2 separate regions of the Danio rerio genome follow, and region 1 is linked to region 2. Evidence: chromatin contacts called from public HiCAR-type data. All regions are on one chromosome and are shown on one strand. The core of a region is the stretch at or near the end of the contact, and the rest is flanking DNA. Distances in the headings are between cores, read along the strand shown. Region 1 holds the start of hs6st1b (heparan sulfate 6-O-sulfotransferase 1b). Region 2 overlaps hs6st1b (heparan sulfate 6-O-sulfotransferase 1b).

Region 1 (3,192 bases), core at 603-3,102, 95 kb after region 2:
AGATTTGCTCTTGACATTGGTGGGGACATACATCATTAGAGCTGCACTGAACAGCACAAATTCTGTTTCGCACTTTTAAAAATATAAATAAAGTACTTAATAATATAAAATAAACACTCAACAATACAAATAACAACCACGGTACATGCTGCAAAAGTCAATATACAAGATTGTACTGCAGTCAGGCTTTGAGAAGGTATGGATCTAGGGAAATTTAGTGCAATTTAACTGTTTTATCTTGATTATAGCTTATCATGATCATGGAGGCCAAAATCAAATGTGAATTTCGATTAATTTCACAGCCTTGGTTAATAGTATTACAGTGAACTCGGAGTGAACTTGACTTTTTGCATGTGTAGGTTACTAAGGGGTGACGGAACATTATTATATTATTTTGAAGTCGATTCAATTATTGGTAGGGACATTTCAGTAATAGGTGGATATTGGTGGGGACATGTCCCCTCCGTCCATGCCAATTCTACACCCATGGGTCTGACCACAACATTAAGGACAACTGACAGATCAGTCGGCAGACCAGTCTTGCATGTTTTCGTCCAGTTAACTGATGAAACTATTTAAAATAAATGCCTAAAAGTATATAGTTTAAAAATATAAATATTAGCCAACCTGACTGAACCCAGTCATTTTACAATGTACAAATGTTTATTTTTTTTACTAATTAAATTGTGGAAAAATAATAACTTGTAAACACTTAATGTTTGTCTGATAAAGTGAAAATGTGTTGTTTTTCTAAACTTAAAAAATTACTTATATATCATATTCTCAAAATGTAAATTTGTGGAATAATTTAGTTGACTTTTCTTGCATAACTGCTATGAAACTGAAAGGGACCCCCATCCAACCCGAAGCAGGATGGATAGATAGATAGATAGATAGATAGATAGATAGATAGATAGATAGATAGATAGATAGATAGATAGATAGATAGATAGATAGATAGATAGATAGATAAGAAACAACATATCATATGGGGGAAAACAGCTAAATCCTACAATAGCACAAATTCCTTAATGATTCAAATTCTTTTCAAAGGTTGTGTGAGCTTGATTTGTAATTAAAAGTAATAATGAAAGATTTAACTTTAACCGGTTTCTCCGCTAGAACCAATTCAGACAGACTGGAGATTTAACGTAGGCTACTGAGGCGATTTTTTACACACAATAGTTTAAAATTCTAATGTTATCAATATATGCAACAACAAACCCAGTGTGTGAGAGTTTGACACACTCGCCTTAACTCCTCGCGGCGTTGTTTTGAAACCCTCTAGATTTCCAGGCAAACTCGCAGGGTCAAACAAATAAACAAACTCACCTCATTTTTTTCGACTTGCTCTCTCTTTTGTTGAGAACTCCCGGGACGCAGTTGGTAAGCTCGGTCCAGTCCGCGTGTAAGCCGCAGCTCCAGCCGGTGGAGAACCGAGAGAACAGCCAGGTTTCCTTTCGGTTCGGACGGTAGCAAGTACACTTTTTCTGGCCCGGTCTACAATCGCAGGGAAGCTCCAAGCGAACATTTTGGACCAGATGCCTCCCGAAGGTGGTCCCACCGGTTTTTTGGATGTGAAGAAACACAATCACGTCTTCCCCCTTGATTTCGAAATCAATCTTGCGCTCGAGATCTTTAATAGGGAAGTAGTACTTTTTCACATAGTGCGGATCCGGAGTGGGGAAAATGGTCATATCCTCTTCGCCGAGAAGGTACCCGTGCGGGGAGCCGAAGTTTATCACCCCGGGCGCCACGTACTGGTACAAAATCAGCATGAAGAAGACCGATCCGACCACGATCAATAGAAATTTACTGGTCCTTTCAACCATGTTCCTTTCCGTGTCGTTCATTTGTTATCATTTCTCAGACAACAACAGTCCGCGGTGCTTCTGCGGTGCCTTGCACCCTTCTCGTCTCTCCGTTGACAAATCATCTTAGGTCCACTTAAGAGTTCAGGCTTTTGAGATAGTGTGTGTTTGGACTCATTATATCCACATTTCGACTGCTCCCCCTGTCAAAAATCCAGTTGGAATCTGTTCACGGGACGCTTATTGCGGGTGAAGGCGCTGCAGTTCTCCGAGCTCGAGTTGTCGAGTCTTCTGTGTGAAGCCACCCGTCAGAAAATACCTCCCTTGTCTCGTATAATTATTATACACAGCGACACCCACTTTCCCCCGCACACACATCAAGCTCACACTAGTAACTGTGAAGAAGGGGCTGTGAATACGTTGTTTGTAGTGCACGCCTGCGGTGATTTTTTTGTTTGTTTCCTGGTTGTGGTTTTAGTTTATTTTTGATGCCAGAAATTTGAGTTGTCTCATGGTCCACATAAAAAGCACCAACAATTTCGAGTGAATAAAAAGACTTAAAGAAACTAAAATATATTTTTGGATTGTGTGGTGTTTTTCTGCTTTTAGCAACTATGAATGTACAATTAGATGTATAAGGAATCAATTCAACAGTTATATTATAGATACATCACGTATGTCACGTATATCACGTTTATGCTATTTTTAGTTCATCATTGTTACTTGAGTTTTAGTTCCTGTTGCAATAGTTCATGTTTGGTTGTATGTATCACCCTGTATTTGTCTCTTCGTTGTGTCAGTTATTTTCAATAGAGTCTTCGTGTATTTTGTCTTCTAACGTTCTCGGTGTCTGAATACCTGTCATTTTACATTTTTTTTATTTTACATATATTTTACATATTACATTCTAATTTCCGCCATTGACTTTTATTTGCCATAAAGCTTGTCTGTTTTTAATGCATGTGAAGTAAAAATAAATGTAAACATGTATTAAATGGCTTAGTCTTTTCCTTTATACATATGATTAATATACATTTAAAATTTCCAGATTTGATTGATAAATAAATGCAATAAATAATGAAAATAATGCATTTCCACCAAGCTTCTTCTTATTATTATTTTTTTCACAAGCCAGGTTCTAATAAATAATTACTTGTTTTATAGTGAACTTACAAGGCGATGCGGTGGCGCAGTGGGTAGCACATTCACCTCACAGCAAGATCGCTGGTTTGAGCCTCGGCTGGGTCAGTTGGCGTTTCTGTGTGGAGTTTGCATGGGTTTCCTTTATGTGCTCCGGTTTCCCCCACAAGACCAAAGACGTGGGATAGGTGAATTGTGTATGATAAAAATTGTCCGTCGTGTACAAGTGTGTGTGTGTGTG
Region 2 (3,166 bases), core at 649-3,148:
AACCACTTGCGTCATCAAGCTTCTGTTTTGTGTACAGCTGTTGCTAGGTGACGGCCACAAAAGTAAAGCACCAAAATGGAGACCTACGCATATCATGGTCATTCTGCTTTCACTGAAACTTGTGGTTTTGTTTTCAAAACCAAAATACAGAGAGCCACTTGCATCTATCTGCCACAAAAAAATATTAAAAACGTTCAGAACATCACGCAATGTCTGCAGAAGTCATTTTTGGTGGAGACAAGCAGACATTATCACTGTTTGCACTGGATCAGTCCCGCTTGTCACCAAGGTAGGTGATACACAGACACACACACACACATGAATGAATGTAATAAAAACTAAACATTTTTGTACAGTTAGCGGTTCACTTCCGTTAATTTTTATGATTGCATTCACATCAGAAGTGAACCATACTAGAGTTCGCAAGAACCATACCACCGATTTTAGGTGGACTCGGGTACGGTTCACAGGTGCACATTTGAGTTCAGAAGACACTGTTTCACACTAGATCAGAGGTGTCCAAACTCGGTCCACAAGGGTCGGTGTCCTGCTGAGTTTAGCTCCAACTTGCTTTAACACACCTGCCAGGAAGTTTCAATTATACCTAGTAAGAGCTTGATTAGCTGGTTCAGGTGCGTTTAATTAGGATTGGAGCTAAACTGTCCAGGACACCGGCCCTCCAGGATCGAGTTTGGACTCCTCTGCTCTAAATAAAAGTACCGTACTTTGACATCAGACGAACCCGGGTGCTGACCAAAAGTGCTAGTGTGAAAGTACCCTTGTGAAACAACCCACAAAGGTTGAATCCCTAGGAAATTGAACCCATAAGCAACACAATGCAATCAGTGTAGTGGTGTACAACTGGCGTATCCTACAATTAATACCATTTTGAAAGACGGGCTGTAGCAGGTGTAAACCATGACTCATTAAATGCCTTTTCTCAAGAGTCTTGCCATGGGGCACCAATGTCTTAATCCTTTCCCACCACTTCACATCCTGTATGTTTAGAGTTTCCTTTGATTGATGGAACTTGAAACATGATTCTGGATGCAAAATGGAAAAAAAGGAACTAGGGACATTCCTGGTCTGGATTTGATCAAGGGAACTTAATGTATGAAGAACGAGGACTTATTAGAAATGCACAAAATATTTGGAACACTAGTAGTATTTAAATATGTAAATCTTATAACATATGCTAGCAAGACATGGTATGACTGGTCTTATGCCATAGATCTAAAACAGTTGTGAAAGAGTTGAACTAATTGAGAAAACAAAAAAACAGGTATGGCTCAAAATTGTTTCGAGACAGGCTATTCTGAAGTGAATGCAGACAGATGGTGATGAAACCACCTCAAGAGAAGACTTCACAATGCTCACACACTATAGGGACATATCATGAAAAACACACAAAAGCATCTTTACCAGAACACTTCAAGAATGCATCAGGGACACAAGTCCACAGGGAAAATCAAGTTTCATTTGAACCAAGCACAGGATTTGTGGAGTGGGAGGAAGACCAAGCGCTGCCAACAAGCTAGCAGCAGGTGGTTTTCAACAGATTAATCTCAACCAAACTGATGACAGTATGATTTAGCTCTCGGTTACCAATTCAACAAGCTCCAGCTGCACTTCACCCTACATTACCTCCTAACACCCATGTGACTAAATGTGCCAAAGAGACAGATTTCCTCCAAAGTGCCTAAGAGCTGATTATATTGAAAATAACCTGAAATCACATACAAAATCTGAGAAATTCATTCCTGGCGACCCATATGGCACTTCCCAAGGTATCACCGGGTGCTGCCTCTGGCCAAAAGACAGAAATCCTGCCAACACTGTTCTCAAATGCCCTCACCCTGAACATGCTGTGGCCTTACTGACCACATGGTGGCAGTGTGCATTTACTAATCAGCCCATTATAAACCAGATATGGTGGTGTGCACTTCAAAACCTTCCCTGTAATAGTAAGAAGGCACTTTGATCAGATCAGAGTGTGACTTTTTGACTTTTGTTAAGTTTTTCTACCCTTCCTCATATACACTAATAGAATAAATTGATACTTCAGGATCTTCAAATCTCTTTTTGTTCATTCATTGTTCCTTTCTCACTACTGGGTGAGAAAGCTGCAGGCTTATAATCATTAGTGAGCCTGAGAGACACCCGAGATCCCTCTGCAGTGCCAAGGCTTCCCGTTTTAATAACTCTCATGTTTCCACAGCGATTAAACTCTGGGCCCCATCAGCACACACGGCAGTTCCAAATCCCAGCCAATAACTGGCTGCCTGCTCTGTGCAAGGCCGGTCAATACTAATAACACCCACTGAAATAGCCACATTATTAATGAGAACGGACCCAATACTGAGACTTGGGGCACCTCACAAAGTAACTGAGGGTCATATCACCACTTTGGACTGTTGCAGTGTGCAGACTCATAAATTAAGCTATTGAACACACGTCTCTTTTATAAAAGTGTTTCATAATTGAATTAAAGCCCAGTTGAGGCCAGCTCGGGAGGAGAGATTTCAGAATGTGTGTGCAAGGCTGCTTTGGCAAAGTCAACAGGAAGCTTTGGAATCTAGCGCCTGTTGTTTTAAGAATTTGTTGAATCCTCTTGTTCTACAAAACCTCAATGTCAGCAAGAGTACAAATGTGTAAAACAATATCTTTTTTTTAAAACAAAATAACCCCAGAATAGCCTGATTGAATAACATGATTAATCATGAGGCTGTGTAAAAATACAGACTAGGCCTTGATTTGATGGCTGTCTTTCATGCTTTAAAACAATGAAACTTGAAATGGCATCTTAGAAGCACATTTCTAAAGGCCCGCTTCCACTGAGTGGTACAGCACGGTATGGGCCACATTTATTAGGCTTGCGTTCCTATTGCCAAAAGGGTGCCAATGCTAATTCTCACAAAACATATGCTTTATATGCATACATACTTGTGTATATATATATGTTCATTACTAACCTTTCTATGAACATGATTTGATTATAACTGCTGATCAATGATAGCCTACTGTAACATCTGCGATTATTTAAAATAAATAAATAAATAAATGCAATATATATGAACACATACAGAGCCTTACAATCTCCGATATGTAACCAATAACAGAAAAACTACACACAGCATATATTTAGTCCTTATTTGGGTTCAAAAAC

Evidence for each region. HiCAR-type assays count read pairs that join an accessible place to other places.
Region 1: a HiCAR-type map of caudal fin shows a contact between it and region 2, with 5 times the contacts expected there. The contact joins the promoter of hs6st1b here to the enhancer-like site in region 2. A contact is called at or near these places in 4 of 18 Hi-C or Micro-C datasets (caudal fin and embryo) and 2 of 4 datasets of contacts at active chromatin or transcription factors (caudal fin and embryo).

What each region holds. Positions count from the first base shown.
Region 1 is chr24:32,005,815-32,009,006 of GRCz12tu, forward strand. hs6st1b (heparan sulfate 6-O-sulfotransferase 1b) reads right to left here and starts at 1,853. Exons shown (of 2, transcript NM_001080203.1): 1 at 1,333-1,853. The coding sequence starts at 1,853.
Region 2 is chr24:31,910,808-31,913,973 of GRCz12tu, forward strand. All of the region lies in intron 1 of hs6st1b (heparan sulfate 6-O-sulfotransferase 1b), which reads right to left. Among named protein-coding and RNA genes, the nearest start is that of hs6st1b, 95 kb to the right of the region's middle. Within about 2 kb of position 1,899, at least 6 of the 62 cell types and tissues checked have an H3K27ac peak or open chromatin away from gene starts, as enhancers often do.